Linked DNA regions of Mus musculus: regions 2 and 3 are each linked to region 1. Evidence: chromatin contacts called from public HiChIP or PLAC-seq data. All regions are on one chromosome and are shown on one strand. The core of a region is the stretch at or near the end of the contact, and the rest is flanking DNA. Distances in the headings are between cores, read along the strand shown.

Evidence for each region. HiChIP or PLAC-seq counts read pairs in DNA pulled down with a chosen protein or histone mark.
Region 2: a contact with region 1 is called in a RAD21 HiChIP or PLAC-seq map of pro-B cells, with 2.9 times the contacts expected there. The contact joins two enhancer-like sites. A contact is called at or near these places in 4 of 15 datasets of contacts at CTCF or cohesin (CD8 T cells, the NIH/3T3 cell line and pro-B cells), 26 of 484 Hi-C or Micro-C datasets (the G1E-ER4 cell line, the HPC-7 cell line, Th1 cells and 15 more) and 5 of 115 datasets of contacts at active chromatin or transcription factors (the 230-238 cell line, bone marrow-derived macrophages, embryonic stem cells and 1 more).
Region 3: a contact with region 1 is called in a FOXA1 HiChIP or PLAC-seq map of pancreatic cancer cells. The contact joins two enhancer-like sites. A contact is called at or near these places in 5 of 39 promoter capture datasets (the 3T3-L1 cell line, the HPC-7 cell line, embryonic stem cells and 2 more) and 1 of 115 datasets of contacts at active chromatin or transcription factors (pancreatic cancer cells).

Annotation. Positions count from the first base shown.
Region 1 is chr10:89,701,041-89,705,919 of GRCm38.p6, reverse strand. No RefSeq gene overlaps it. Among named protein-coding and RNA genes, the nearest start is that of 1500026H17Rik, 17 kb to the right of the region's middle. Within about 2 kb of position 2,634, at least 42 of the 459 cell types and tissues checked have an H3K27ac peak or open chromatin away from gene starts, as enhancers often do. A contact at or near this core is called in bone marrow-derived macrophages, pancreatic cancer cells and pro-B cells, where this site is marked.
Region 2 is chr10:89,457,446-89,462,324 of GRCm38.p6, reverse strand. All of the region lies in intron 7 of Nr1h4 (nuclear receptor subfamily 1, group H, member 4), which reads left to right. Among named protein-coding and RNA genes, the nearest start is that of Gas2l3, 16 kb to the right of the region's middle. Within about 2 kb of position 2,049, at least 20 of the 459 cell types and tissues checked have an H3K27ac peak or open chromatin away from gene starts, as enhancers often do. A contact at or near this core is called in bone marrow-derived macrophages and pro-B cells, where this site is marked.
Region 3 is chr10:89,525,196-89,530,074 of GRCm38.p6, reverse strand. It overlaps a transcript of Nr1h4 not described here. Among named protein-coding and RNA genes, the nearest start is that of Nr1h4, 21 kb to the right of the region's middle. Within about 2 kb of position 2,879, at least 75 of the 459 cell types and tissues checked have an H3K27ac peak or open chromatin away from gene starts, as enhancers often do. A contact at or near this core is called in pancreatic cancer cells, where this site is marked.

The DNA of each region.
Region 1 (4,879 bases), core at 1,385-3,884:
GTTTTATTTTAGAAATTGAAAATACACAAGTTGGGCAGCCTACCAGCTCTCCAGCACTCATGCCTTTGGGGCAAGCTCTCTTGCACTGTCTGCTTGATTGCTGAGCCGGTGAGGGGCAGGGCTAGCTCTCCCATGTTGACCAGGCTTGGGGGTGGGCAGCTCTCCCAGAGAAAGTTAATCTTTTAATAGCAAAGTATCTATACTTTTCACTATACTTTGTTTTCTGCTTCTTTTTTTCAACTTGGAAGAAAAGAAATTCTATAGCTCAGTGTTCTTACTGTAACAGAACATCTGAATATTTGATAACATTTGTTTGCAGTTTTGAGTGCTTTTTTCTGGGTCAGTAGGAGTCAATTCCTTGTAAAATTTCTGTTAAAATTTTTCTGCAAAAAATGCCCCATTCTTTTCTTTTTTTCATAATGTGTGTTCTATACTGTTCAATAAATATAAAGCAAAATTCTTTGTTAGGGACAGACAGCAAGGCAGGCAGACATTACCCACACCCATACCCTCCCAAACAACTACACACACACACACACACACACACATACACACATGCACACACACATACACACACACACACACACACACACACACACACACACACACACCACAGATAGACACCAGGCATATACAGCACACAGATGGGATAAACACAGATCACAGGCACCAGAGAGAGGTGGATGATGCAGGGAAATAGAGAGTTCAAATCTGTGTCCATTGTTGGTCTAAACTATTCCAGGTCAAAAGAGGCCTTGGATATGACATCAGTATGGTACAGCAGACTTTGGATATTTGAAATCTTTTCATGTGCATTCCTTTGAGGTGGGGTCTCTCACTGAACCTGGAGCTAGGCTGCCAGCTAGCAAGCTCCAATGATCCTCCTGTCTCTGCCCCTAATTGTTAAAGAAATTTTAAATCCCAATCCTGGGTTTCTACTCTGCCTTGATCATTCCGGTCTTACAATAAGCCCCATTTGGCACAATAGCTAGGCAGATATCTACCCTCTATGCTATTAAAATCTATTTCCTATTGATAACCCTGAGCTATTACTTACAATGGTTCATCTGGGCTGCTCTTAACTCCAACTGGCCAGCCCTTGGGAATGTGTTCTCTTGACTCCTAACCCATGGCAACTTTCTCTTCCTCCTTACTTTCTTCTCTCACTTGTGCTTCTCCTCTGACCTCCCCCAGGCCCAGGAACCCTAAGACCCATCTGTCTTAGTCAGGGTTTGTATTCCTGCACAAACATCATGACCAAGAAGCAAGTTGGGGAGGAAAGGATTTATTTGGCTTACACTTCCATACTGCTGTTCATCACCAAAGGAAGTCAGGACTGGAACTCAAGCAGGTCAGGAAGCAGGAGCTGATGCAGAGGCCATGGAGGGATGTTACTTACTGGCTTGCCTCTCCTCGCTTGCTCAGCCTGTTCTCTTATCGAACCAAGACTAACCAGCCCAGAGATGGTCCCACCAACAAGGGGCCTTTCCCCCTTGATCACTAATTGAGAAAATGCCTTACAGCTGGATCTCATGGAGGCATTTCCTCAACTGAAGCTCCTTTCTCTGTGGTAACTCCAGCTGTGTCGAGTTGACACAAAACTAGCCAGTACACCATCTATGTCTCTTCTGCCCAGCTATTAGCTGTCAGCATCTTTATTCACCAAATAACTTGGGGGTGGGGGCAAGGTCACATAGCTTCACATGGGTCTACGTGAGGACTCTCTTGTCTCTGGGGCAACCAGGTCTTGGGGGCCTGCATTTAGCATTGCAATACACAGAAAAGACCAGACCTCAATATGCAATAGTCTTGGGATTTCAGTTATGTGCAGCCATAGTCGGCTTTTTAAAAAATATATATATATATTTATTTTATTTGTGTGAGTACACTGTAGCTGTCTTCAGACACACCAAAAGAGGGCATCAGATCCCATTACAGATGGTTGTGAGCCACCATGTGGTTGCTGGGAATGGAACTCAGAACCTCTGGAAGAGCAGTCAGTGCTCTTAACCACTGAGCCATCTCTCCAGCCCAAAATATTTTTTAATGTATTTTATGTGTATGTATATATCTCTGTGTAGCATATGTGCACCCAGTGCCTTTAGAGGCCAGAAGAGAGCATTGGATCCCCTGCAGCTAGAGTTAAACACAGTTATGAGCCAACCTGTGGGTGCTGGGAATTGAACTCAGAACCTCTGGAAGAACTGCTAGTGCACTAAACCACTGAGCCAACTCTCTAGGCCCATACTTGGCTTTTTAAGTAGAAGCTGAGGATTCACATCTGTGCAGCAAGCACCCTTACCTGCCTCTCATTCCCTTGTTGACCTTAAAGTTAGCATACAAAGTAATGGATTTCATTGTGGAATTTTCATACATGTCTGTATACTTTTAATTAGGAGCTTGAATCTAAGCACTCAAACCCAAGACAAATGAAACAGCTTTCATATAAAAAATTGAAACTGATACCAATTCAGTGAGTTTTTTAAGCACTTACATTTTAAACTCCATTTTCCTCTTGACTAGGGACCAAAAAAATGCGATGACAAAAATGCTTTCTTTTTCTGTGTAACTTTCAGGGGAAATTGAATCTGTAACCTATGCCACTTTAAGAGAATGGGGCCAGAGGGTGAACCAACCAGTGTGACAGGAAACAGCAAGAGTAAACAAGAGCAAAGGGGTGGGGGAGGGGCTGAGACAATGGGAAGGAAAGAAGGAAAACCACAAAAATCTCCACTCCCAGCGCCAGAAGAGGGCGTAAGCAAAATCGTGATTTTTAGATACTTATGATCTTAAAATATTTATTTCTTTTTTAAAAAAAAAATCTACTGAAATAATTTTTAAAAGTCTTATTTATTTTACATGCACGTGTGTGATGCTTACATGTATGCATGTGTACCATATACGTGCATGAATATGTGTCTGGTGTCATCCGAAGAGTCCACAAGAGTGGATCAGATCCCCTGCAACTGGTGTTACAGATGGAGTTACAGATGGCTGTAAACTGTCATGTGGGTGCTGGGAACTGAACCTAGGTCCTCAGAAAGAGCAACTGTTGAGCTCCAAACTGTCGAGCCATCTCTCCAGCCCTCTGATCCTCCATGTTTACATCAGTGATTCACAGCCATTAAGTCCTATCTCAAGAGAATAGCTTGAAATAATATTACCCTAAGGGAAATTTCCATTTTGTCCAGAGAGCTCAGGCAAGAAATGGGAAAAAGGACTTAAGGAAATGTACTATACCCTCCATAAGTATTTAGTGTGTAGTGCTAACAACATAAATGACTCAGCAGAAGCAAATAACTTGCACTTATTTTAAATGTTATATTTATAATATAAAATATATGTATATTTGAAAGGATCATGTGGATCCTTATATGTATATATGATATATACATATGTATATATGTAGCTGTCTCCATACACACCAGAAGAGGGCATTGGATCCCCATTACAGATGGTTGAAGGCCACCATGTGGTTGGGGAAACTTGAACTCAGGATCTCTGGAAGAGCAGTCAGTGCTCTTAACTGCTGATCCATATCTCCAGACCTTGTACTCCTTCTTAAAGATAACAACATATTTTAAAACAAGATTCTACAAACATGTTTGAAGACTATCCTCCCTCTCAGAATCACCACCCCTACCAGGCAACAGTTTGTGTTTACAAATTTATAGTGTTTTGCCTCAGGAGTGTTAGTTTAAAGCTTATGGGTGGTATCTTTTGACATTCTTAATGAGTTTCCTTTTTTTTTTTTCCTTTGTATCAAAGAGATACTGGGGTTAATATTAATTTAATTTTAATTTTAAAACGCCAACTGGTGAAGATAAAGAATCATCTCTCCCTTCTGTTTCTCAAAACTCCTTGTCTGTCAAGGGTTGGCAAGTGTGAAACCTTACAAAAGAAAGCAAAAACAAAAACAAAAACAAAACAAAACACCCTCCTCTCATACCCAAAGTAGAACTGGGGAAGCGAATTGAAAAAAGTCAACAACTAAAAAGCCTCCGCGTTATCTCTGAGCAGCACCTATTTTTCTTTTCTTTTCTTTCTTTTTTTCATTTTAAGGCTTTTTTTTTTCTTTTTCTGAGACAGGGTTTCTCTGTATAGTCCTGACTGGCCTCGAACCGCCTGCCTCTGCCTCCCGAGTGATGGGATTAAAGGCGTGCGCCACCACTCCCAGCTCTAAAGCATTTTTTTTAATTAGATATTTTCTTTATTTACATTTCAAATGCTATCCCCAAAGCCCCCTATACCCTCCCTCTGCCCTGCTCCCCAACCCACCCACTCCCGCTTCCTGGCCCTGGCATTCCCCTGTCCTGGGGCATATGGCCTTCACAATACCAAGGGCCTCTCCTCCCATTGAACAACTGAAGGGGCAGAGGAGTCCTAGCCATTGTTAATCCCACTGAAGAGAGTAAAGACCATTGTCCAAATTCTTTGGTCAATTTATGAAAGCCTTAGTTTCTGTCAGACAGGGCTATCTCCCTGATGTGGGTCTGAGATACTAGCATCAGACATAGGAGAAGGTGGGGTTTATATTAGCCCCTGCCCCCAAACTGTAAGGCTGTGGGGTGGGGGTGGGGGTCCAAAGGTTTTTGATTATATAGGAACTTGGCAAAAATATTTCAAAATTATTTGGCAGAACATCTTATAAGAATGTCAAATTCTTTTTTTTAAATTTATTTATTTATTATATGTAAGTACACTGTAGCTGTCTTCAGACACTCCAGAAGAGGGAGTGTCTCAGATCTCATTATGGATGGCTGTGAGCCACCATGTGGTTGCTGGGATTTGAACTCAGGACCTTTGGAAGAGCAGTCAGTGCTCTTAACCGCTGAGCCATCTCTCCAGCCCCAGAATGTCAAAAATTCTTGAAAATGGA
Region 2 (4,879 bases), core at 800-3,299, 240 kb after region 1:
CCCCAGGTTTGATCCCCAGAACAGAACAAAGAGAAAGAAAGCATAGTGATGTTCTACTATGGGTCATTCTTTCAGATAGCGTTTCTGATCCTTGAAAAACCAATTTGTCTATCACAGAGCCCCCATCGCGCTCCCCCTTAAAGGGAAACCAAAAAACAAAGGTGCGTAAGTAAGCTGATTTTCTTTTAAGGTTCAAACTTTTTCAGACAGCCTCGGTGGTTGAGTTAGAAAATAGCGCTCTCTTGTGGCCAATGTTGAGACAACTGGTCCTAAGAGTGAAAACACTAAACCAATTCAATCACGTTATAGAGAGGGAAGCCGGAAAACGGGGAAGAGCTGCCCCCTTCAGGATGATGTTATTACACTTTTATACTGGAAACTGCTGGCTTTTGAAACACTCTTGGTGTTTATGTTACTGTCCTTAGTAAAATTGTCGATTCTGAATCCCAGAGAAGACTCACCCTTGATCTGACTTGTAGGAAAAATAATTTTGAAAACGCATATTATTTATTATCTACATTTTTCTCAACCCCGGGCTTCAACACATACAAAAGGAAACAATCATAGCAAGCATTTTAACTTATTTTTTCCCCCAGACTTCATCAACTATAATTAACTGGTGGAGGCAGCTTCACTGGAGGCTGAAAATTTAAAGGGATGAGCAAGCTAGGCAATTTGGCAATCGAAGATGAATTCTAAATACTGAACATCTTCAGATTTCATTGATTTGGATAGTATCTCTAAATCCCATGGCATTTAAAATGATGGCCCAGGACCTGTGAAATGGTTCAGCAGGTGAAGGTGCTTGCCAAAAATCTTCATCGTCTGAGTTCGATCCCAGGAGCGAAGGAGGTGGAGGGAATGAGCCCACTCCTAGACACTGTGCGGTGATCTCCACATATGTGCGGCATGCATGTGTATATACTCACATAAGCAAACAGCGGTATTTTTGTGACTTCGTAACTCAGGGCTTATTCTGCTTTGCATTCTAGCCGTTTGTGCTCTGGTTTACACGCTCCGAGGAAACAAGTTACGTTCGCTTCGTGAGACATTTGCTCACAGATCAGTACTCTCGAAAGCCACTTCCTGGGACGAATTGGCCATTCATAAATAAGCCAGTGATTCAAAATAATAAAAACAAAATTGCTCATTCATACGCTGAGTCCTTCAAAGTGACCAAAAGTATGTGTGGCCACTGGCAAACAGAATGGGTAATTCTCTAACAAATACATCCAGACAGGACACGCCTCTCTGTGACATTTCTTTACCCAGTCTTTAGTCTATTTAATGATGTATGCAGATGCTGACATGGGAGATACAGCAGTGGGAAGTAGAAAGTGTACTCATGTGCACACATACTGGTAAAAACATGAATATGCTTTGGCTAGAAACAGATTAGCCGTACCAGGTAATTCAAATGCGCCAGGTTTGGAGGCATATGCCTTTAATCCTAGCACTCGAAAGGCAGAGGCAGGAGGATCACTGTGAGTTTGAGGCCAGCTTGGTCTACAGAGTGAATTCTAGGACAGCCAAGGCTACCCAGAGAGACACTGTCTCAAACCCCTCTCCCCTCCAAACTTAAAATGTATTTTGAAGAAATTTCAATAAAAATGAATTGTTCCACAGAAATCTGTTCGGCAAGTTAAAAACTTTCAGGAATTTACTGAGATTCTCTCTAAACACAGAATAAAGTAAGGTTGTGGGCCAACTGTGCATTTTAGGTGATCTTTCCCTACGGGTGCAGACCCTGAATATGGAAGGGCCTGAAGACGGCCTTCCTTGACTTTAGACGATGTCTTGCTACATGCCTTGGACCACCCATTGACTTCAACATCCCCCTACCTCAGTCTCTCAAGTGCTGGGATTTACAGCTAAGACGACTAAAAATTTAAAGGTAAAATAGAATATTTTACCTTTTAGGAAAGAAAAATTACAAATCTTTGTTTTGGTTTAATGTCCAGAAAAATCCTGAGGCAAGTCACTGATCAGATAACCACCCCCAGGAGGAAGAAAAATGATCTTTTCACTTGGGGTGTGGCACATGCCTTTAATCCCCACCCTTGGGTGGCAGAGGCCAGCCTGGTTTACACAGTGAGTTCCAGGACAGCCAGGGCTACATAGAGAGGCCCTGTGTCCAAAACCAAAATATGAATTTTTTTCTTGTAAAACACACACACACACACACACACACACACACACACACACGCACACACGCACACGCGTGCACACACAACACTGGCCTGGCAAGGTGGCTCTTGCTGCAGAGCCCGATGGCCTACGTTTGATCCCTAGGACCCACACGGTGGAAGGAACTGACTCCCAAGAGCTGTTTCCTGACCACCACCACCACTCCCATGGGCACTGCGGCACAGCCCCCAACACACATGAAACTAAAACAAACAAATAAAAAATATCTTTGTAAAGGCAGAGGGACACACATCTAATCTAGACTAAAACTGACTGAGGTCGCGATGAATTAATTTGTTAATGCAATTCATCTGCTTAACAATGGTAAATGTTCATTTTTATTTTTGTGGTACTGAGGATTAGACCCAGAAACTACCATTTCCTAGGCAAGTGCTTGCCCCAGCTCTGTTTTGACTGTTTTTGGAAACTTATTTTTACTTATTTAATTTTTTGAGAATTGTATACACGAGTAGTGTATTTACATCACCCCCTCCCCCAACTCCTCCTGTGTTCCACTCTTGAACACCAGAACTCTTCTTTCATATCTACTGCATCCATTCAGTATTGCTCCTATGTGTATAGGTTTAGGGCTGACCACGTGGGATTAGATAGCCTATCAGGGGGCTCATTCCTGGAGAAAATGGATTCTCCCTCTTACCAGCCATTGATTTCCCCCAACTCTCCATCCAGGGCTGGAGACTTGGGAAGTTTCCCCCATCCATGTTGGCTTACCCACTGATTACTATGCAGAACTCATGTGGGCAGCCATAGTGTTCAGATGGCATGGCTGTAGTGCCTGACACATCTAGGGGCACTATCTTAAAGCTGACACTCTGGTCCCCTGGCACTTGTAATTTCCCTGAGCCTTAGGTGCCGGGGTGATGTTGCAGAAGTAACACCTGCGACCCGGCTCTCCACAGTCATGTACTCTGCACTTTGACCAGTTGTAGATCTCTGTAGTAGCTTTCAGGTCTCACTGGGTGGCCAGCTATCCTTGAACTTGCTCTGTAGCTTAGGCAGGGCTATCCTCCTCCCTCCGACTCCCAGTTAAATGGAATTACAGGCCTGCCCCACCGTTGAGGGCTTACTGGGAGGTTTGCAGGTTTGCAAGAAAATACTCTCTGTATTCTCTTATGCAATACTGTATGAGTCAGATGTCAAAGTCAAGAGTTGACTCATATTCTCTAACCCTATGTTGGAAGCATTGGGCAGCATTCCCAGGTTCCTGCTTCAGTCCTTGAATGTTGTATCTCATCTGGTCATGGGTAGTTCTGCAGCAGCTCGATAAAGGGCACTCTTCCATGTGATGTAATCTCCCACTTGTTAAACAAAGACTTAGCTGTTAAGAGAATCCACTGGGGTCAGACACATAATCAAAGGATGGGGGGAGAGGGTAGTGGTGTGTGGTGTGTTGAATCTCTGGGAGAGGCTAAGGACTCAATTTGGAAGAGATTTCAAGCTCGTCTAAGGGAGGCTTTCACTTGCTGACAAACTGACTTGATAAGGTGTACAAGGTGGTAGTCATACTCTTAAGCATCGGGAGTCCAACCCTATTCTGATTTGTTCAGCAAGAATTCTGTGGCTCTAGACTTGGCTTAGAAAGGAAGAAAGCAATGGATTCTCAGGTGGCACAATCTTGGGAGTGTGGTCCTCATCTCCACTCATCAGCTAGTCATATCTCTCCTGTCTCCTTGATTCCCTAACCAGTCCTTCTTCTGGAATGAGACCATGTGTAGTGCATGCTCCAAACTAATATTAGAGTAAGACAACACACGTTGTCTTAAATTATAAACAAGAATAAAGTTCAAAGGGAATGAGGGGGCTCCAAGCAGAGACAGCCGTGGGTGTACAGACACTGGGAAAATGGGATTGCCGAGGGAAACTGTGTGATGGAAAAGCAGGGGAAACTGAGTCAAAGCCTGCCAACTTTGGCTCAAGTCATGGCACTGCCTCTCACCAGCTCTGTCTCTTTGGGCAGCTTACTGACTTTTCTGTATCTAGCTAGTACAGTAGTTATTAACCTGCCTATTGCATAGCAGATAGCCTGGGTAGCAGCTATTCACATTACAGTTCATAACAGTCGCAAAAATTACATTTCTGAAGTAGAGACAAAATAATTTTATGGTGGTGGTGGGGGTCACCACAACACAAGGAACTGTACTAAAAGTTCGAAGCCTCAGGAAGGCAGAGAACTGCTGGTCTAGAGGGAGTTTAGAAAACTTGATGAAGAAACAGCAGGAAATGAGTGGATTTGGAGGAAGGGGAGAGGGTTTGGGTTTCCCCTGGTGTCTTTGGTATTTGACATAGCGGGATTGAAAGGAGTGGCCAAATGTACCTGTCACGGAGTGTAGTGCGCGTTAGGACCTGGTAAATACTGACTCAGTGTGCTACAGTCCCTGATGGTGACAGAGGCGGAGGTCCCCATTTAAAAGAAAAGCATGCATATGGCAGAAGCCATCGAAAGGTTCTGAAGGTGTGGAACAAGTGAGGAGAATGTATGGGATTTCAAGTTCATGGGGGCCAGTCATTTATCTGGGTAGAGAATGGGTTAAAGAGAGGTAAACAAGACAGGGAGATGAATGAGAAAGCAGTTGCTATATGCCAGATAAAGGGAGGTGACTGGGTGATACTCACTCAGTACCAAGAGCTACGGGAGGTAAGGCACCCTGGGGTGAAGAGAAGCAGTGAGACC
Region 3 (4,879 bases), core at 1,630-4,129, 180 kb after region 1:
CCTTTACCCTCTGAGACATCTCACACACACCTAGTCTCTTTCATTTCAATTAATGTTATCAGTTCAAAGGAAGAAGGAATAGCATTGCTCTGCATTTTGAAGTCTTGTAGATGTATTTGACACCACCATCTAGAAGGTATGTCATTAATTCATTTGGCCATGGAGAGAAGAGCCCTGTTGAGGAATGTCACCAACCAGAGGATGCCAATTGTTTGGGACTGAGCTCATCTCTGATGGACTAGAAAGCCAGACAGTGCTGGTTGCCTGAGAACTGTGGGAGTTCTCAGCATAGACACCAGTCCACACCATTGCAGGCCTGGAGGAGCAAACACTGACTCTAGTCCAGGGTTAGACAGTGACATCATCCTAAAGTGCGGATTTGGAAACCTTTAGTTTCATAGAGCTCTCAGCTCTGAGTTTGGGGTAATGATTAGATGCTAGGATACAAGTTTCCTTTGAGACTTTATTTATATACATTTTACAAAGACTATTTAGACAACAAACCCAATGTAAATGATACTACAGGGTGGATGCAGTTGTTTATTGTGCATTTGTAACACCTGTCAGACACAGGACCCTAAGAGTGAACCTTAAGGCAGACTATGATGTCTGCTGGATAAGGACATGTCTACGTAGGTTCATGAAGCACATAGCACTCTAGTAGAGGATGCAGATGACAGAGGGTTATCTGTGTCTATATGGCAGAAGGGAGAAGCTGGGAGCTTCCTGCTCAGTTTTCCTTGAACCTAGAACTCCTCCCACCACAAATTATTTAAATATTTTGTTTTCCTGTAGAGATTTTAATTTTCACTCCAGCAGCACAGAAATGCTGCACAGTTCTTTAAAAGTAATTTTACTTTTATTGTTTTTAAATTTTTAATTTATTTTGTGTGTGTTACTCTAGATTGAACACGGGATCTTTTTTGTTCTTTTATTGAAAATAGATTCTTTTCTCATAATATATAACCTGATTACAGTTTTCCCTCCCTCTACTGCTCCAGCCCCTCCCTACCTCCCCTCCCATCGGTATCCACTCCCTTTCTGTCTCTCATTAGAAAAGAACAGGTTTCTAAGTGTTAACAACCAAACGTGACAAAATAAAATATAAGATGAAGCCAAAGCTATCACATTGAAGTTGGACACAGAGACCCAACAGGATGAGAAAAGTCCCAAGAGCAGGCACAAGAGTCAGAACCCTACTTGTTCCGTCAGGAGTTCCATAAAATACTAAACTAAATGCTATAGAATTTATGCAGAGGACCTGGTTCAGATGCGTGTAGGCCTTGTGTTTGCTCATTCATGTGCACCTTGCTTAGCTGATTCAGAGGGCATTATTCTCCCCGTGTCCTCTATCCCCCCTGGTTCTTACAGTCTTTCTGTGCCCTCTTCCAAGAGGTTTCTGAGACCTGAGGGGAGGGATCTGATGAAGAAATCCCATTTAGACTCTCTCTCCACATAACGACTGGCTGTGGGTCTCTGCACCTGTTCCCATACAGAGGAAACCTCTTGGTGATGACTGGATGAAGTGTTGATCTATGAGTATAGCAGAATCTCACTAGGAGTTTTTTACTTTTTTAAAATTTTTTTATTTTTTGGCTAGTAGTATTTGATTTTACCCTAGGTTTCTGGGCTATCTAGTCTGGTTCTTGGTCACCCATGCAGTGTTGGATGTGGGTTCCTTCTCCTGTCTGAGCTTTAGATCATATCAGACATTGGATGGTTGTCTGGTCTAATGTGCTTTGCTAAAGTGCTCCCCCGAGAGACTAGACACCATACTCCCACCAGTGGTGTGTGAGAATATCCAATACACATGCTTTCCCTGTCTTTGAATACATATAAAACTTAATTTTTTATACAACTTGATAAATAAAACAGTACCTAGCTATATACCAGGTTTTAATTTTTCTAGTTGCTAATTAGGTTTTTATTTATTTGTTTGTTTGTTTTTGTGCACTTGTGTTTCTCCTTTGGTCAGTTCCTCTTTGCCAATTTGTGCCTTGGATTGTTTAATCTCTCCTGATTTTATTTATAAGAACTATTTATATAATGTTTGTTCTGATGGCTTGGTGGTTATGTGCATTAAAAATATCACCTTCCAGTTTCAGAATTTAGTTTTGTTTATAGTGTTTTTAATTTCTGTGTTGTGTGTTAATGTCACCAAAATTATTATTTCCCTACTTATCTCTTAGTAAAATTAGTCCTTAACCCATGATATTATAAAGATAACAATGTAACTTCCCATTAGTCTGTCAAATAGTTTTGGTAAATTTTGAAGTAGTATCCATTTGAAGCTACCACGAGGAATCCTTTTCCAAGGATAATGCTAGATAGAAATCTTTGTTTTCATCTCTGAAGCAGTAATGGATTTTTCTGCTACAATTTCTCAACTGGTCAGACTTCCACTGTTTAAAGTTGCTCAGAATTCTTACTTCTTCTACCCACTTCCAACATGCTGTGCTCCCAGTCTAATACTCTCTCTCTCTCTCTCTCTCTCTCTCTCTCTCTCTCTCTCTCTCTCTCTCTCTCTCTCTCCTTTCTTTCATTTCCTTACATGCACCCCATGTATGCCTGGTACCCAGGTAAGTCAGCAGATGTCATTAGATCCCTTAGAACTGGAATTCTAGACACTTGAGAACCACCGTATGGGTGCTGGCAACCAAGTGCTCTTAACCCCCGAGCCACCTCTCCAGCCCTCTTTCAATATTAGACTCCAGCCTCTGTTCTCTGAAAGACTTCTCTCATTCTCTGAGTCACACTCCTGCTGATAAACCACCAGAGACTTCCCCTTGGGATAAATTCCAAACTCCCTCAGCCATGGGAATGCTGTGTTCTCGGGCCTCATCTCCTAGAGTCCTTCTCTGGGTGACTCATGCCCACATTCCTGGACCTGCATTTCCCTTCCAACGCTCTAAGCTCAGGCTTGTAACCTTGCTCTATGCTTCCCAGGTCTTAGTTCTCCCTTGTGTAGCATACGCTTCTTGCCCTTCACAGATAACTGTCTTTGGTTTCAAGGCCCACTTTAAAAAATAATTTATTTTTATTTAGTGTTCATTGGTCTTTTGCCTGCATGTACGTCTGTGTGAGGGTGTCAGAAGCCTTGGAACTGGAGTTACAGATAGGTGTGAGCTGCCATGTGGGTGCTGGGAACTCAACCCGGTTTTCTCTGGAAGAATGGCCAATGCTCTTAACTGCTGAGCCATCTCTCCAGCCCTAAAGATCCACTTTTAAGAGAACTCTTCTCTGGTCACCTACTCGTATCCACTTATAGCCCCTCAATATTTATCTCTTTCATCTTATTATGATCACTATTGTTTACCTGTGTATTTACTGTTGGAATGTGAGCCAGCTTTTTGCTTTATCCACCACTGTATTCCCAGTACCTAAATCCGAACTTAGAACAAAATAGAGAATTAATGAGTTGGGTCAATGAACACCCAACTTATACTCTTGTTAGGACCTGGGCTTTCTTCTGTTATAATAATGATGATGATAGATTTGAGGCTTTTATATGTCTGACTGTCTAACAAAGAGTCAATAAATGTATATTGACTGAGTAAGTGAGTGCCTGAGTCAGAAATTGCTATTGAGACGCTTTTATAAAAGAATATAGTTCCTTTAAGAACATGCTTACTAGACAAGACAATGGCCAATGTGTCATATTGCTGAAAGGGTTTGTATATGCTTTTATACGAGGTTACCCTTGAATCCCTTAATTTAATGGCTTGATTCTGTACCTTTCCATGTTTTTTGCCTGAGTTGAATTTTGCGACTACTTTTAACTGTGCAAAGTTAAGTTAGCTAAGTCTTTGCTTTCACATTGTGGACTTGATGTTGGCTGATACCATTGTATCCGAGACTCTTTCTTCTTCACATTAGCATTCCAAGGGGGCAAAATATTAGCATTCCAAGGGGGCAAAAATAGAAGTTCAGTGAACTCTTCAGGAATAGCCTCAGAAGTATTACAATTCTATTCATAAAATTAAGTCACAGTGACAGCCCATTCAAGGGTTGCAGTAGACTCGTTATTTATGGGAGGATTTTCAGGATTAGCTTCTGGCTCAAGACGGCATTGTATACACTAATGCAATTTGCTTGAATGGTGTATGTGTGTGTGTGTGTGTGTGTGTGTGTGTGTGTGTATGGGAGAGACAGAGACAGAGACAGAGACAGAGAGAGAAAGACAAAAAGACAGACAGAAAGAGAAGGAGTCAGTAAGTTAGAGTTTTAGAGCTCACTCATGTCTAAAAGACATGTCAATGGACTCTGGAGTTTATTTACCTATGGGGTAAATATTGAGACAGATGGAAACATTATCCTTTTTCTAGGGTTCATTTCTCTTTGTCCTTAACAACATACCTTTACACTGAATCTTGAGCTCCCTCTGAACACGAAGTCACAACAATGAGTTAAGCTTTGAAAAATGACCTACCAAGAACAACAATATCAACCAACCAGTCCCCCGAGAGCTCCTAGGGACTAAGCCATCAACAAAGGAGTACACATGGCTCCAGCTGTATATGTTGCAGAGGATTGCCTTGTCGTGCATCAATGGGAGGAGAGGTCCTTGGTCCTATGAAGTCTTGATAGATGCTCCAGTGTAGGGGAACTGAGGGCGGGGAGGAGGGAGTGAGTGGGTAGGTGGAGGAACACCCTCATAGAAGCAGGGGAAGGGAGGATGGGATAAGGGGTTTCTGGGTAGAAGGGAACCAGGAAAGGGGATAACATTTGAAATGTAAATAAAGAAAATATCCAATAAAAAAAAAAAGAAAGAAAAATGACCTACCACAGTCTATGTTCCACAGATCTGTGTTCATAGGACAGTGTTAACCATTGCCTTTGTGTGTACACAGAGAGTCCACACATGCAATGAGGTTTTATG